Regions from separate parts of the Sus scrofa genome. Here regions 2, 3 and 4 are each linked to region 1. Evidence: chromatin contacts called from public Hi-C and HiChIP or PLAC-seq data. All regions are on one chromosome and are shown on one strand. The core of a region is the stretch at or near the end of the contact, and the rest is flanking DNA. Distances in the headings are between cores, read along the strand shown. Region 1 holds the start of LDLRAD4 (low-density lipoprotein receptor class A domain-containing protein 4). Region 2 holds the start of RNMT (mRNA cap guanine-N7 methyltransferase). Region 3 overlaps LDLRAD4 (low-density lipoprotein receptor class A domain-containing protein 4). Region 4 overlaps LDLRAD4 (low-density lipoprotein receptor class A domain-containing protein 4).

What was found. A called contact is a pair of places that touch in the nucleus more often than the background predicts. HiChIP or PLAC-seq counts read pairs in DNA pulled down with a chosen protein or histone mark.
Region 2: a contact with region 1 is called in an H3K27ac HiChIP or PLAC-seq map of skeletal muscle, with 4 times the contacts expected there. The contact joins the promoter of RNMT here to the promoter of LDLRAD4 in region 1. A contact is called at or near these places in 1 of 5 promoter capture datasets (liver), 6 of 47 Hi-C or Micro-C datasets (heart right ventricle, liver, mesenteric adipose tissue and 2 more) and 1 of 2 datasets of contacts at active chromatin or transcription factors (skeletal muscle).
Region 3: a Hi-C map of skeletal muscle shows a contact between it and region 1, with 8 times the contacts expected there. The contact joins the enhancer-like site here to the promoter of LDLRAD4 in region 1. A contact is called at or near these places in 5 of 5 promoter capture datasets (fetal liver, fetal skeletal muscle, liver and 1 more), 29 of 47 Hi-C or Micro-C datasets (alveolar macrophages, blood, embryonic fibroblasts and 14 more) and 1 of 2 datasets of contacts at active chromatin or transcription factors (skeletal muscle).
Region 4: a Hi-C map of subcutaneous adipose tissue shows a contact between it and region 1, with 2.1 times the contacts expected there. The contact joins the enhancer-like site here to the promoter of LDLRAD4 in region 1. A contact is called at or near these places in 3 of 5 promoter capture datasets (fetal liver and liver), 8 of 47 Hi-C or Micro-C datasets (embryonic fibroblasts, fetal liver, liver and 3 more) and 1 of 2 datasets of contacts at active chromatin or transcription factors (skeletal muscle).

The regions. Positions count from the first base shown.
Region 1 is chr6:96,575,885-96,579,882 of Sscrofa11.1, forward strand. LDLRAD4 (low-density lipoprotein receptor class A domain-containing protein 4) reads right to left here and starts at 2,278. Exons shown (of 7, transcript XM_021096017.1): 1 at 2,259-2,278.
Region 2 is chr6:96,361,064-96,365,061 of Sscrofa11.1, forward strand. RNMT (mRNA cap guanine-N7 methyltransferase) reads right to left here and starts at 1,751. Exons shown (of 12, transcript XM_021096015.1): 1 at 1,371-1,751. FAM210A (protein FAM210A) reads left to right here and starts at 2,377. Exons shown (of 5, transcript XM_021096018.1): 1 at 2,377-2,491.
Region 3 is chr6:96,410,720-96,414,717 of Sscrofa11.1, forward strand. All of the region lies in intron 5 of LDLRAD4 (low-density lipoprotein receptor class A domain-containing protein 4), which reads right to left. Among named protein-coding and RNA genes, the nearest start is that of FAM210A, 49 kb to the left of the region's middle. Within about 2 kb of position 1,747, at least 1 of the 83 cell types and tissues checked has an H3K27ac peak or open chromatin away from gene starts, as enhancers often do. A contact at or near this core is called in skeletal muscle, where this site is marked.
Region 4 is chr6:96,431,730-96,435,727 of Sscrofa11.1, forward strand. All of the region lies in intron 4 of LDLRAD4 (low-density lipoprotein receptor class A domain-containing protein 4), which reads right to left. Among named protein-coding and RNA genes, the nearest start is that of TRNAD-GUC, 31 kb to the right of the region's middle. Within about 2 kb of position 2,137, at least 20 of the 83 cell types and tissues checked have an H3K27ac peak or open chromatin away from gene starts, as enhancers often do. A contact at or near this core is called in retroperitoneal adipose tissue, skeletal muscle and subcutaneous adipose tissue, where this site is marked.

The DNA.
Region 1 (3,998 bases), core at 1,028-3,527:
AGCAGATGGGGCTGGACACAAAGACAGGGTCTCTATGCAGACCCTCTAGAACCCTTCCTATAGCCCCTCCTGTGCTGAGGCTCCAGGGCCGCAGCCTGGGAGTATACCTTCTTGGCTGCCAAACAGGTGGAGGGCCACTTTAAAAGGAATCTCCCAGGTCCACCCTCCAGGGATGCGCCAACCTCCGTGGCAGCCACAGGACCACATATTTCCAAGAGCCAGGGCACTCACCACCGCCACCCACCTCCACTTCAAGAAGGCTACAAACAGCAGCTCTGGAATCAACAGCTTACCTCACCTCCCCCCCCCACAAAACCTACACACAGTGGTTCATCAAAACCAGTTATCACAATCACAGTCAACATTTCGACAGCAGCGGCCAACTATAGAGGGGTTCAGGGGTGCGAAGTCGCCAAAAGATACCAGAAAGAAAGGAGAAAGAGAAGCGAATAAGTGGGACACGAAGGGAAGAGAAAAGAAGCAAATCAAAATCATCCAATTTCAGCTAATTAAGAGAGTCTCCAGAGAAAACAAAAAAGGAGCTAGTTTCTGTGTCCACCCGCACTCAGTAGTCACTTCTGCGCCTGCCAGGGTGCCTGCGTGTTGTGAGTTTCCGGCTGTGCCAACCCGCGCGCGCGCTCACCCGGGAAGCGGCCCGGCCCACCTGCCCTCTCCAGGTGCCACCCACCCGCCACGGTCCCCGTCCTCCTCCTTTTCCAGTTAAAAAAAAAAAAAAAAAAAAAAAAAAAAAGTTTGAAAACAAGCCAATGCCGTGGGGGCCGGCACTGCTAGCTGCTCAGCACCGAGCCCAGGTCTCCCGCGGCGCACTTACCGGGCGAATCCAGACCCGGGGCGGCCGGCGAGGGTCCGAGAAGTGTCCTCAGGGCAGCGCCGGGCAGACCGCACAACAAAGGCAGGCAGGGGCGGCCCGGCTGGGTGCTCGTCGCTTCCTGTTTATTCCGCCGCGAGGGTCACAGAAATTCTGTACACGCCCGCTTCCTGCGGGCTCGGGGCGCAGCCTGAGAGCCAGCGGCGCGGGGACGACGACTTCCCAGCTAACGCCGAGAGCTCCCTGCCGCCCACGCCCGACTCTGTGCGCGGGGTGCCGGGGGACGCGAGGTCCAGCGTACTCCCCTCCGCCCTTCCCTCCCCGCAAACTCAGACAGGTCCCGCACAATCTGCCCGCCCAGCGCGTCCCCGACCCGCGGCGGCGCACAACCGCGGGGGGCAAAACCGCGTGGGGCACCGAGAAACAGGCAACGCTGTGGGGGCGGCGCCCGCCCCCAAGGAGCGCCCGGGACGCCGCCGTGCCCACCCCGCACCCTGACCCGACTCTCGGGCGGGCGGCCTGCCGACGGCGCCCATACGCGGACGTCCTGTCCCCCCCGCCCGCACCCCTGGCCCGCGCGGCGCGGAACTTGGCCCGACGCCGCGAGCGCCGCAGCACAGGGTCGCACTCACCTGCGTCTGCGGTTCAGGAGCGCTGGCAGCCGGCGCCCCCCGAGCGGCCGGTGGCGCGGGGGTGGCGGGGCGCGGCCAGGCGGCTTTAAGGGCCGGGATCGGACCGAGCTCCCCGCGCTTTCCGCCCCCTTCCAGTCTCCCTGGACGCGCAGCCGGTGTGACGGCGGCGGCTTCTTGCCGGCTCGCAGGGGATCCCCGGCCCGGCCGGCCAGCTCGCAGCACCGGGCGGGGAAGCGAGACGGTGCGGCGGGTACAGCCTCCGCCTCCGCGCCGTCTGTCTCCAGGCGGCCCGCTCGCCGCGGCAGCGCCTGCCTCGCAATCCGCCGGTCTCTCCGCCCTCCCCATCCCCCTCCGAGCGGGACCGGCGGCGGCCGGGCGGGGCGGGGCGGAGTGGGCCGGCAGGACCCCGCGCGGGCCCCGCCGACCTCCGTGGGCCGCGGGCACCGAGCGGGGCGAGCGGGCGCCCAGGCCGCGGGACCCCCGGCTGCGCACAAGCCGCGGCTCGGGCCTTGCGGGGCGCGCGCCCACCGCCGGCCGGACGGGGAACTCCATCCAGGAGCCGGGAGACAGCGGCTGGGGCGCTGCAGGGCTGGCGGGGAGGGGGTCTGCGCGCAAGTACCACGCGGCTGCGAGTGCCCCAGGCAACCGGCCTTCCGGCACCGCCCGAGACGCACAGTAGGACTGCACCCCCCCCAATCAGCCCCTTAGGATCCCGGCCCTTTATACGGGAAATGGCTCCAGGTGGGAAGGTCAGCTGGATTCTTCCCGCTGCGACCCGTTCTCCGTGGAGGACTCACCTCTGTCTTCCTCTGAAGGCGGGTTCAGACACCAAGTCCCCTTGAGAGCGGACAATGAGCGTGTTGTCAGAAATACTAGCGCGCACATCCGCCAACCTGACCATAGGGCTGGTAACTGCGTGGTGTACAGACATTCTAACCCAGCTGTATTACAGCCACGCAATTAGACAGGTGTCCCTGCCAACATTAAGACCCCAGCAGACAGACACACTAAAATATACCAACCTGGCGATTCAGGGAGAGTCTAACAGAGGTGCAGCTAATTAAAGCAGCTGATTTTCACACCTCCACCCAGAGCTGACCAGCTCATACTTCCATAGTATCAGAGAAAATGATCTTTTGTAATCTACTTTAATTTGTCAATAACTTGTTTGTATGTGAAATGTTGGCCTAATTCAACTTCCCTTAAAGTGTCCCCAGGTCTCTGAAACTGTGAAGATAACTGCTCCGTCGGATTTGATGAGTCCTTATAGGTAATACAATGCTAACTACCACTTACTGAAAGCCTGGAGCCAAGCCTTGTGCTAAGTCCTTTACAGACAGTATCTAATGCAATGCTCAGAATGACGGTGGCAGCTATTACTCTCCCGTTTAACAGATGAGAAAATCGAGGCCATGAAAGATTAAGTCCCCAGACTACAGAGATGGGTTTGGCAGTCCTAAGTGGCGGCACAGGAAGCTGGAGTTGGCCCACACTGCCACCTGCCTGCGTGAGGCAGCGCTGACATGCCTGCAGTCCACCTGGCCTCAGCAAGGGACAGAGGCGTGTCTGGACTCCTGGGACAGCTGTGATTCTGCCCACCAGGAGCGTGTCTTTAAGGGAGCAATAAGCTGGCAGGTGCTCAGCACGGGTCACCTGAGCCTGACAAGCATCCACTTGTGCAGTGATGATTCATGTGCCACAGGAATAGCAGCCACAGGTTGAAGGAACTGTTCTTCCCCCTCCCGAGATCAGAATAGAAATGGCTTTTTCCTTCTAACCTTGAAACTGCCCATGGCCAGTGAAGAAAATGCTCCTTTCAAGAACAGGAAACAGTTTGCTTTCTATTTCACTTGTAAATAATTTCCTCATGTGTGGTTTAACCCTCTTCAATGGAGACCTTATTTTAATTTTTTTTTTTTTTTGGTCTTTTTGCCTTTTCTAGGGCCACACCCATGGCATGTGGAGGTTCCTAGACTAGGGGTCTAATCAGAGCTGTAGCCGCCAGGTTCCGCCACAGCCACAGCAACTCGGGATCTGAGCCACATCTGAGACCTACACCACAGCTCACGGCAACGCCGGATCCTTAACCCACTGAGCAAGGCCAGGGATTGAACCCGCAACCCCATCGTTACTAGTCAGATTCATCAACCACTGTGCCATGATGGGAACTCCGAGAGACCTAATTTTAAATCATCGCATCCATTTTACCATTTGTAATGACTCGTATTCATACATTCCAATTTCTGTTGTTGTCATTCGTTGTCCTCATTTATAACTAGAAACTGCAGGTTTCTGTTCCTATTTCTGGAAAAGAACCCCGGGAAGAAGCCCCCCTGCCCCTCCGTCTGTCCTCATGTTTGTTCTCATGTCAGCTTTCCCCTGCCACCCCCACCACCCCTGCACAAACACTCATCACAGTAGTGACAGAGCCGGAGGCATTTCCATGTACCTTCGCTCTCTGTCAAATCCAGCACAACATTTCGGCTTACTGACCATCAGTAACCTCTCCTTCACGCTGTGGGGAAACCAGGAAAGCT
Region 2 (3,998 bases), core at 501-3,000, 220 kb before region 1:
GAAATATATTTTATTTACTTATTATTATTAAAATATAGTTGATTCACAATGTTTTGTCAAGTTCTGTTGTACAGCAAAGTGACCCAATCAAACACATTTCCCTGTGCCCATCCATTCCAAATATAACATTTTGCATCCAAAAAAAGAGATTCATACTGCAATCTGACATCTGAAAGGTATCACATACACAGCTTAAGAAGAGCACAGTTTTAACCGAGTAGATTGTATCACATTCCTTTAAATGACATCAGAACCTGGTGAGGCTGAGATTTTGCTGGCACCACAGAAAATCAACACAAAGAACAAGAAAAGTCTGAGAACCTACAGCTGACTGCTAAAATACTTATTTCATAATGGGAGTCAGAATGAGATTAGAAATCCAAGAAAGCAGAATGGCTGGACAAAAAGTTTCAAGACTCAGCCAGCAACTTAAGGACCATTAGTCTTTTTCAAATGTATTTAGGCCTATGTGTGAAATGGGAGTTGGAGAGAAATAAGTGAACTATTTACTGGATAAGAACTTAATAAGTACTTCAACAAGTTTAGTTAACTCCTACTACAGAAAAGCTCAATAAGGCACTGTGAGTGAGTCTTCAGAAAGTTTACAGCTTATATATACCACTATTAAAACGTTAGGCTGTATTATTAAAACCAAGTGGAGAAGAGAAAGCAAAAGTCCAAAACTCAGTAAGATTCAGCAAATTCAGAACTTAAAAGTTACAAAGAGAGAGACAAAGTCTTCTGAGTATTTCTTCTCTCTAGAGCAGAAATAGTCACTTAACGAAATGGGTAAAAAATCACTCTAAATCAGTAAGGGTTTCAAAGGATATTAGCTTTTACTACCCAAGGTTTGAGGTAACAAAATACCAAGACGTGCCAAAACTGGAAGAACTGAAACAGAGAAAAAGAATTACCCATAAATGTAATTTTCTGAATAACTACTTAAAATGATTATCTAATAAAACTGCCCACCAAATTATCAAGTCCCTAGCTCTCCTCCTTGCTAATTACTTCCTAATAAGAAGTAGAAGCCGGTTTTAATTCCAAATAAATCAAAGCAATTTATTATCTTTAGCTATAATTAGTTTTAACTGTAAATGTAAAGCCTAAATTCAGTATTGGGAATGTAAGTTAAATTTATTTATATTTATCTGTGATATTTCCACAGATGAGATGCCCTAAAGACCATTCAGTCAGAATAAACAGCACAGAATTTCAAACGACCCCAGAAATGGGTACGAATGTTTGGACCCAACATCCCAGTGGAATAATGATTAAGCTCCCGACGCAAGAGGACTGCCCTTCGGAACCCTGGAAGAAAGACTCGGGTAAAGAGTCGATAGACACAGCCGTGGATGCGCATCAACGACCTGCCTGGCATCTCCGTGACCTGCGCAGCAGTCACCCCCGAAGTTGCCCGGGGACGACGGGCCAGGAGCTCGAGCTCCAGCAGGTGAGCTCCATGTCTGAACTGCCAGCCAGCCAGCCAGGTCTCCTCAGGCCCAAGGACGCACAGAGCCGCCCGGGGCGGCCCGGCTCGGGTTCCAGCCCTCCGCGCAGGCCAGGCGGCTGGCCGCTCCGGCTCCGACAGCCTGGCAGTCCTGAAGCCGCTCTCGGGTCTCTCCGACCTGGGCGCGCTCCGCGCCAAGGGGTACCGGTGTCCGCCGAACAGCCCGGCCAGCAGTCAGAGCTCCCCTTCCACCCGGCGGCCGCCACACACAAAGGGTACGGACCCAGCGCCGGAGCCACACACTCACCGTCTAGCCATCCACGACTCTGTTTGCGGAAGAGGCGTCTCGCCACGCGCGCGCTGTGACGTCACTACCGGGCAGCACGGGATCACGTGGCCCGGAAGCCCGAGTCCCGGCATGCCGCGCGCCGCGAGCTGAAGGCGCCGGCACTTGGGGGCGTGAGCGCGTGGTTGGCGGGGTCGCGTGGGGCGGGCGGGAGGCGTGGTCGCCTGAGCCCGAGGCTTCTGGCGCGCGGACCCCACGCTCTGCTGGCGGCTCTGTGGGGCGACACGGCGGGAACTCGGAGTGGTTCGCCTGGACTCTGCTGCGGGGAGCGGCGGCGGTCTCAAGTCCTGAGGTAGCCCGGGCCTCTGAGGGCGGAGTTGGGCAGTCCTCAGGGCCGCTTCAGCGTGGTGCCCAGCGGGGAGCGGCCGGGGCGGGGACCTGGGGAGGACAGAGGGCACCCCGCCCTTCGCTGTGGGCCGGTGTCCTGCAAGCCCTGTGGGACGGTTTTCCAGCCTCAGCTCTGCCACCTTCACCCTTTGCTCTGCCCTTCCTCGCTCGCCGGCTGGGAGGGGCCTGGGAGCCCGGGCGTTTGGACTTGGCTTCGGGAAAGCTTAGCGTCCTGCTGCTTCTTGGGGACCGCAGGTCACTCCCTACCGCTGCGTTCTGGAGGGCCAGATCTCTCTCGAGAGGGCGCTTCTTATCTGTCAGACTTGGGAGGAAGGAGCAGCCCATAGCTGTCTTCGAAAATCGGCTCCGTGGTGGTATCTGTGTAGGCTGGATTTGGGGACGGGATGGGTGGGGGAGTCAACACACTTTTTTGGCCCATTCGCTGTAATTTCCGCTAGACAGTTGGAGGTCCTGCGGCACTGAAGCTCCGTACTTCAGGGTTTAGCACCCCATGCTAGGTCGAAACTGTGCCTGTGGACTAAGATTGTTGATGGATTGTGCCGCAGCGCCTCCCACCTGAAGGGTGTAAAAAGTGATCAGAAATACGCTTTCAGTTCTTGTTTACCAAAATTGATCTCTTTAAAAGCAGCTTCGGAAGTGGGTTTACTAGCCTACATAGTTGTCGGTAGGCACCCTTATATTAACAAGTAGACCTCGCTTTGGGGAAAACAACGTTTGCAGTGTATACTTCGCTTCTAAATTGTGGGCAATAACCTTTTTGAGGTTGTTGATCCCTTATACACTTTGGACCAAGAATGAAGCCTATTTTTAATAAACGAGGATAAGCCATCAATTTCAGATGACTGTACTTTTTTTTAATGCAGTGATCGAAATTGAGAATTAATTTTGTTATTACAGATAACTGCAAAGGTATAGATAGATCCTAGTGACTGAGCGTGCTATTTACATATACATGCGTTTAGAACTAGGTAATTACATAGCCACATTTGTTGGTTCTGATGCTAAAGTTTCTTAAGATAATTGCTGTTGTAATTTTATGGAAAATAAGTAATTTTGACCTTTTAAGAAATTTTCTCATTAGATTAAAAGCGTTTTAACTCTATGTTTATACAAGCTCTAACCATGAATTGATGTTGTGCATGATCTATATGGAGATAACATTTTGTAACTTTTATATACAAGTTAACCTAGAAGTCAAGTAAATTCAGCTGAGACTATTACCCAACTCTCAGCAAGCCAAACGCTGAGATGCCCAGGTTTGCAGCATAGAGAGGGTTTATTCACAGGGCAGCCAAATGAGATGGGAGAACTAGTCTCAGATCCCTGTACCCTAAGGCAAAGGGCTCAAGGTACTTCGGGGATAAAGAACAAAAGAAGCAGGCCTTGGGGTATTTATGGGGTAAAGAATAAAGAAGCTGGGCCTTGGGGTCAGTATGGGATAAAGAATGGAGTGTAGTCTGAGGTGGGAGGAGTGTGGTGAATAAGCATTTGGAAAAGAGTGTAAGGTAGGTTACAGATGAAATGGATTTCCATGAGGTTTCAGGAATAGGGGATGAACTCTTGAAGGCAGTAGTGAAGGAGTAAATGGGCTAGATAAAAGTTTTTAAAGGTACCTTTGATGTTATTTTTTTTCTCCCACTATTGCCTTAGTAACTGGTTTTCTGTAAATTTAATTAAAATAATAATAGTTGATATTCTAGTACCTCCGTGTACCAAATTAAGTACACATTGTAACTCCTTTAATTTACATAGTCCAGTGGGATAGTTGTTGTGATTATTTTTGTTTTATAAACGAGGGATCAGTAACTTGGCCAAGGTCATACAGCTGGGGAGTACTGGGGTAGGATTTGGACT
Region 3 (3,998 bases), core at 497-2,996, 170 kb before region 1:
GGTGCTCACACCCACACAGTCACCTTTCATTACACTCAGGCAAGCCATGAAGTAAGATCGTGGTGCCATGGGAACAAGACCTTGCCTGTACCTTCACCCGAATGCACTCCCTCTGTCCCAGCTGTCTCCTGTGGGGACTGTCCACTGTCACTTCACGGCCACCCAGTTCATCCTCATCTTCATCCGCCACAGGCTGAAGGTTCTGGGCCACCCCACCCTCTGTCACCTCAGCGAAGCTGCTGGGACACAAGCAAGTTGGCCTGCCCCCTCTGGCTGCTCAGCGCACTCCAGTTTGCTTTCTTACTGGCCTCGTTCTCAAGCCAGGTCTGGTGTACCTGTTCCTAGTAAGGTTACTGGAGACACTGGAACGGAGCAGGATGCACCAGGCTATCCCTCCAGCCCCAGGACACTTAGAAGGGCATCCAGCTATGGGGAGAAGGAAGTGGGCCCCACGTCCTGTGTGTGAGCAGGCCCCCTCTTCACTCTCTGGTTTTTCCCAGAACAAAGGTGGTGACAACTTCGTATTACCAGACAGACAACCCCTAACATCCACCCAGGTGTGGGTCTGTGAGGGCAAGTGGCCTTGAGCTGCTGTGATGTGACCTCAGACAGCAGTATGTGTAAATCCCTTTGTGGTGACACAGTTTGTGCAAAGCAAGGCCCCTGCTGAATATTTTGGCTTCTACTCAAAGGTTCCCCCTTCCCAGTGAATGAACATATCACATGGCCTTAAATATTTGAAAATCTGTTTTTCTCCCTGTCCTAGGGTGAGACTTTCAAAGCATCGGCAAAAATGATTGCATCTGCAGCAACACCTTTGCCTTCTGATAAAATCAGTTTTCTCTGTTCTTCCTTTCCCCGGGCAGCCTCTCCAGCAGCCAAGGCTTCAGGGCTGCTGCCTCTCCCACCACTGTGCCCGAGGACGGCAGTAACTGCTCAGGTGTGAGGGCAGCTCCTCATGACGTCAGTGTCCTCCCTGAACCAGACTCTCCAGCTACCTCTCCCTCCCAACTCCACTCCACCCAGGGCTCGGCCCTTGAGAGAAAGACAAATCTCGAAGGAAGCTCTGCTGGGAAGAGAAGAAAGCGAACCCTTCCATGTGCAGAACACCGAACAGATCAGTGAGGCCACTAGGAAGCAGGCAGCAAAGGAGTGTGCAGTGCCTCCTGGGCTCGGCTGGGAGAGTGAGCAGCAAGCGTGGGCGCCAGGGGGACCCACACGCGTGAGCCTCCTGTCGCATGTGAGAGGCACAGAGCGAGTGCTTCCCTGCGGCCACAGAGCTGGTGGGGGGACAAAGCCAGGCCCCGGCCACCTCCCTTGGTGTCTCTGACAGCCCTGGGAGCCTCCCCAACAAGGGCCACTCGGAATTAGAATTAGAGGATTTTTTTCCCCCAGAACAAACCACACCAATTTTTAGGAACAAAGTAAAAAGAGACGAAACAAACTTAGATTATTAATGATAATGCCTATTTAGAAGGCTGCTAAAACTGGTTCATAAAAATTTTTATCAATTTTAGTTAAAACTCTGAGGATAGCCTGTTTGTCACAATACAGACCATGTTCAAATGCACTCCCTTGGGAGGCCGTAGGCTACAGATGCTCAGAACAGTCTGGGACAGTCTCGAGCATCAGCCTACGTGAGCAGAGGGTGTGTTCTCACTGTAAAAGCACCACACAGACACGTCTCCTCGCAGGAGTCTTAACACAGGCCAGGCCCTCCCTCTGTCCACCGCCACTCCCTGTGTCCTTTCGACCTTTCTCTACAGGGCCAGCTTGCAGCTCAGCTAACACCAGCCTTACTCATTGTCGCCCTGGGCTGTACACCAAAACGATATCATGAACTTCATCAGCAACATCTGAAGACTCTAAACAAAGTTTGGCTGGTACCAAAAATCAAATCCATCCTCAGAGAACAGGTAAGAAAAAGGAAGACTTGCCATCATTGAGAAGTTCTTTAAAAAGCCTCTTGAAAATGTTACTAATAATAACCTGTAAGCTCTGAAGGTAACGTTAGAACCGTTCGGAACAAGCTCACCAGCATAAAGATGATCTGAGTTACTCGCTTGCTTTAAAGACACGTCTTGGGGACTCACTGTGTTATACCCATGGCCCAGTGTCCTTATCCAATTTCTGCCAGCAACTTGGCCTCCTTTCTCTTACTTGAAGGAGACATTCTCATTTGAAGCTCTTAAAATTGTTTAATCTCCTAATGCTTCAAGGAGGAACCTTTTAAATAGCTGGTCTGCAAAAGGCATGTTCCTGCAGAGACAAACAGGAGGCAGACGGTAGGATCCAGTGCCTGAAACGGGGTGGCAGGAATCCAGCGTGGGGAGCCTGTGCCCTGGCCAGCCAGCGGTCAGAGCCTCGCCCGCTACACTTCACCATCAGGCGCTCGTTTTTTGCACTGAAAATGGTTCACATCTATCATTTTAGAAATGCTTTCCTAATGCAGGCTGACGTAGGCAGGGATGAGCTAAGGCTGAGGCACAGGGGCCAGAATGGGCTGTGGGCCTGCCCTTCCCTGGACCTGGCCATACCTGCAGTGTAGCCGGAGTGGCTTCTCGAGGCATCCAGGGATGGAGAGGAGCCCACAGACTGTGGCCCTGCCCCAAGCACGGGCCTGGGCAGCTATCCTGCCCAGACTCACCTGGCTGAACAGCCCATCTAGTGAGAATGATCTTACTTCCACAAGGAAGTCCTCTCATTTTTCTGGGAGCCAATGGCCCTCTTCATCCATCTTTGTTTTCAGCTTTACAGTGGAGACATGAGGGCAGAAGAAATTGTTTTCTCTAAAAGCAATCACCAGGCAAAGCTGCCTGCAGCTGAGGCCCCATGCAGGGGTGGGACCCCAGCCAGAGGTCGGCCCCAGCCTGGGGAGTAAAGCAGGAGTACAAGCCAGTGTGGCCGATATGCTCGCTTTTCAAGGAAAGGTGTAAATTTCCACTTTTACGTGAAATTTCCCCGTTCTTACAAGACGGAGCAACTTTTGTCAAGGCAGCCTGTGGGGGGACCACAGAGCTGGCAGGGCTGGTGAGGCTGGGGCCCCAACTGCCGGCCTGGAGCTGCTTTGGCTCCAGGGAGGCCATGCACCGTACTTCATAGTTGATTTAATCCCTGCAGCAGCTGGTAATGAAGACATGCCCGACACAACTCCTTTAGTTATTTTGTTAATTGAAATTGCTGGTTTTACAGGTCAAAATGGCTGCACAAGCAGAATTCACGTGGTTCGAAGCGAAGAAAATGTTCCTGTCCCTCCGCTGTTCCTAGTCGGTGGCCAGCTACCTCCACCTCATCCAGGCAGGCTGGCTGGCCCTGAGGGCTGGGCTACAGGGTAGGCTTCAGAAAGGCCTCTCCTAGCTCTGGAGAGGCTCCAGCGACAGGTGCAAACATCTTTCAGGGCCAGCCAGAGATGTGTCTGGAAGACTGAGGCCCTTCTACTGTTTTCCCATTACTTAGCGGTCCAAGATAATGAAATCGAGACAAGTCTCAAAACTCCTGAATCACATAAACCAGGCTCCAAGCACTAAGGCAAGGCCAACTCAGCAAGAACACATCCGGCTTTTGTCGCAAACCCAACACAACTGCAGCCGCTGCTACGTAAGCACCTGCTTTGCTTATAACTTCATGGAAGTCAGCTCACTCTCCATTTTCATCCAGAAATGGCTGCTTGCACCGAATTCAGGGCCAGACCACCCTGTGCCCCTGCTCCCTGGCACAGTGTCTCAGGGACGCTGTGGTGCCACAAGCTGAGGGGCCTCGGCCACCACGGTCTCCCTCTGTCCTCCCATGGCCAGGGACAAGCTGCACAGGTCTGTGGCCTCCCACGGGCGTGGGTAGAGGCGCCAGGGGCCACGTGAGGAAGGGCTTTGCACAAAGCACACCTTCCGAATCAGGGAGGCTTGGCCCAAGGAAGCCGCTGGTCCAACCCCTGTTTCCAGAGGATGCTCCCTGAGAAGCTCTGGGGTGGTTCCAAGTTCCTGGAAGCCCTCCTGGACAAA
Region 4 (3,998 bases), core at 887-3,386, 140 kb before region 1:
CGTCTACCGACCGACAACCACCTGTGGATGGGAAGCCCCTGCAGACGGGAAAAGACGCACCCCACATGGTCACGGGGAGCTGTGGACACGGGGCTGCTCCAGGGATGAGCCCAGAGGCCATTGGGGAAGTCGGGATCTGCCGGAAGGTCAGGGAGAGCTTTCCTTAGGTGATCACCTCACAGCTGGGCCCGTGACCCTCCCAGTGGGCAGTCCCTGCCCCCGTGAGCAGTAAGACGCAGGGCCACCAGCAGGAAGATGAGGGGGTACTCGTCTTCCAGAAAGAGCTAATTAACAGCTGAGAACTTACTAGATGGCCATCATTGCACACACCCATGAGCTTAACACTTTCAGGATTAGCGTGTTTTTTTTAATGACTTGGTGGCTGGAATGAACTTCATACACAAAAATGTGATAACATTCAGGCCACTAATTAGTATTCACTAATAAAAGCATTTTAGAAAAAAATGACCACAGAATGCATTTCAAGACAGTCCTAAGAGCTGGTTAAAAATCAGGGCAACACGGAGGCTATTTTCGGACGTGTAGAAGGTGTGACACCCACTGAGAAAACATATTACCTAGAGGAACAGCACAAAACCTACGTGATATGAGACAAAAGGAAGCTGGTCCTGAGGCAGGTGGTGTGGTTTTCCAAACGCTACTCAGAAAACTTAAGGAATGGACACTGGGTACCTTAGTGATAATTCAAAGTGTTATCAATATTCTCAACAAAACCCAAAGACTGTACTTTCTAACCCAGATGTGTCTGTTGTGCCTAGCCATGACTTCTCTACTGTCTATAGCACTAATATCAAAGAGGTGTGAGGCCAGTAGAACAAAATGATTCTAAGTGTTTTCTCAGGTTAGAAGCATCAAAAACACACTTTTAGTACAATTTCGAATGTTTCAACATATTATTTTAGTTGCTTGGAGTTCCCGCCACGGCGCAGTGGCTTAAAGGATGCAGCTGTGGCTCGGATTCAATCCCTGGCCGGGGAACTTCCATATGCCACGGGTACAGATACACACACACACACACACACACACACACACACACACACACACATATGTGTGTGTGTGTGTATATATATATATAATTTTAGTTGCTAAAAAACTTTTTTTTTTTGCTTGCTTGCTTTTTTAGGACTGTACACGCAGCATATGAAAGTTCCCAGGCTAGGGGTCAATCAGAGCTACAGCTGCCAGCCACAGCCACAGCCGAGCAGGATCCAAGCCACATCTGAAAGCCACACCACAGTTCACAGCAATGGCGGATCCCTGACCACTGAGCGAGGCCAGGGCTCGAACCTGCATCCTCATGGATCCTAGTCGGGTTCGTTAACATCTGGGCCACAACAGGAAGTGCCCCGCTAAAAATCTTGAAATAACACCCCCTTCATTATGGAATGCCCCTGTGTTTATCATGAATTCAACCAACCAACCAAGAAACCTGTTTCACTCACTGATCCCCGATTCTTACAAAGTGGGAGGGGTGCGTGTGCCTGAGTGTGGGGATGCTTAGACACCCGTACACATAGGCTCCCTTCACTGTCCCTCCCCATCATTCTCATCTTCCAGGTCTGTGTGTATTAACTAACCTGCCCACCTGGCTGGCAGACCGTTTCACAATGTGCCCTTCAAGATTAGGAAAAAAAAAAAAAAAAAAAATCCGCAATTGGAAAACAGACAACGACAACCCTGTGAAGGCTAGAGAGAGCAAGGAACCGAGGGGCAGACCCAGACAGACAGGGACCCTCAGAGACATCGCTTCCAACCAGGGAACGGGCCATGCAGCCAATCAGGCAGGTATCCGCAGCTCCTCGCTCTGCAGACTTGCTTAGCATCGAAATCGGCTGTCTGCCCAGGAGGATGAGGTAATGTCTAGGTTTAATGCCAGAATCTCTCTAACTGGCAGGACACAACAGTTAAATATTTCTCCTCCAGGAGACCACATTCATTCCACGCGGCTGCCAGTTTGATTATTGTTATTTTGCTCATTAATATTAATACTTAGCCATCGTACCTGGTTAAGACCGAGAATGGGGAAGTCGGGGTTTTGCTGCAATCACGTTAGCAGGCACAGAAGGAAAGGAGCCAGCCTCTCCCTCCGCTCCCCACTCCAGCCTCCCAAACAGAGGGCGCAGTCCCTTTCGCATACAACCGAGTGGAGCCCCCGGTGGTTATAAATCTGGAAAGAGCTGGGGTTTCCTCCTCCCACAGAGAAAGGGGGGGGGGGCTGAGGCCTACTTCAAGCTGCCTTGGTAGCTGTACTGTTTGGAAATGTGGTAGATCGCCAGCCTCCTCCCTTCTGCAAAGCAATTCCAAATGTGCTACCCTATCCATTTTTGACGACCTGTCTTAAGGCCTGACAAATTATGGGCACAACAGTGCAGACACCCACAGGTCTCAGGGCCGCTCCCCTGATGGTCTGTCTGTCTCCGTGGTTACCGTCAATAGCAGACACTCCTGCGCCAGCATTTCATCTACAGAAGCATTTACAGAAATGTTCAAGGCTCCTTTAATTTAAATGTTCCCTGTCATTACTGGGTGAGGCCTCTGACATCAGCCTTTACCCAGTCAAAGAGCCAGGACTTTTGCTCTGGGCGCTAGCACCTGAGTGTCCATCTTCATGGGGTTCAGGAAGGACCACCTGCAGGGCAGCTCAAGGTCAAACCTTCACCATCTCACTCACTCAGCAGGGAGCTGGAAATAAGGCTCTCCTCCCACAGGCTTTATTCCAGAAGGGGGTGCGGAGGTGTGAGACCAAGACCGAGCCTTCCTCAAGGGTACCTGAAGGCAGAGTTGGGGGGGGTGGGCAGGAATGAATACCCAAGCTGCCCCCCATCGGACTGACCTCACTATGCAGCCGCACTGGAGGTAAGCCAGGAGCCACACCCGAGGCAGGGACCTTCTGGCTTTAAACTCATCAATTCATCACACTTACCGCATCTCGTGCACACATGCACATTTTCAATGTCTCTTAAACAAATAAAAACCCAATCTTGACCTCATTAATGAGGAGGCTGGACCCCGCTGCCTGGCGACCTCTCCCAGCCCTGTGGGGCCCCTGTGGACGCGCTGAAGCAGGTGGCCATGTGCACCTGAGGGTCTACACCACGGACCTTAGCGCAGGCTGACGGCAACACAGTAGTTGGGCCGTAATGGCCACAAACCTCAAAATCACACTCTGCGCCCACCTCCCAACGCCCTTGCCAACCTCAGCACAGAGACCAAAACCAGAGCCAAATTTCTGAATCATCCTCCCTCTGAGACCATCACATGATTCAACCCAGTTCAGTGCGACTCGAGTCCCCTGACTGCAAACGCCCTCAGGGTGACTGGATACTTTAAAGGCTGAACTCTGCTCTCCTGGGCTCTTCATCTCCAAGAGGAACATGGCTCAGCATCCACGGTAAGATTTAGGTTGGATGGAAAGATGGACCAGTATCTGCAGCAGCAGACCAGGCGAGTGTTAGGCCAAGCTACAGAATCAAGAGTGTGGGTGGGGGCAGCAGGCAAGACCCCACTACCACCCCCCGGGCCAGGGGCCAAGGGTCTTAAGGCTGCTGCTTGCCCACCGTCTCAGCCTCCTCTTGGTCCTGACAGTCCTGGAGCCCCAGACTCATTTCCCTGGGCTCCACCCCAGCCTCCAAAGCTCCCTGCTGCCCCTGCCACCACCCCCTGGACCAAGCAGGGCAGCTGGGGCCTGTCCTCCACACGGTAACCAGCCACGTCTCCGCCAGGCCAGGAAGGGAGGCGGGCGGTGGCAGGAGAGCCTGGGTTTACCGCAGCCTGGAAAGCGGGGAGGGAGCAAAAGTCAACTGTAAAACGTTCCACAGCAAGGGTGGCAGTTGAAGGCAAAGGCACTGTGACAGCCAGGAGGTGTGTGGCAGTTTTCCTCTGTGAACAGGCGGGGCCTGCACCTGCTGAGAGTCCGAAGCAGCTCAGCGCAGAGTTAATAACTTCACTGCCTAAAGACAGGAGGCCGGGCCTGTGGA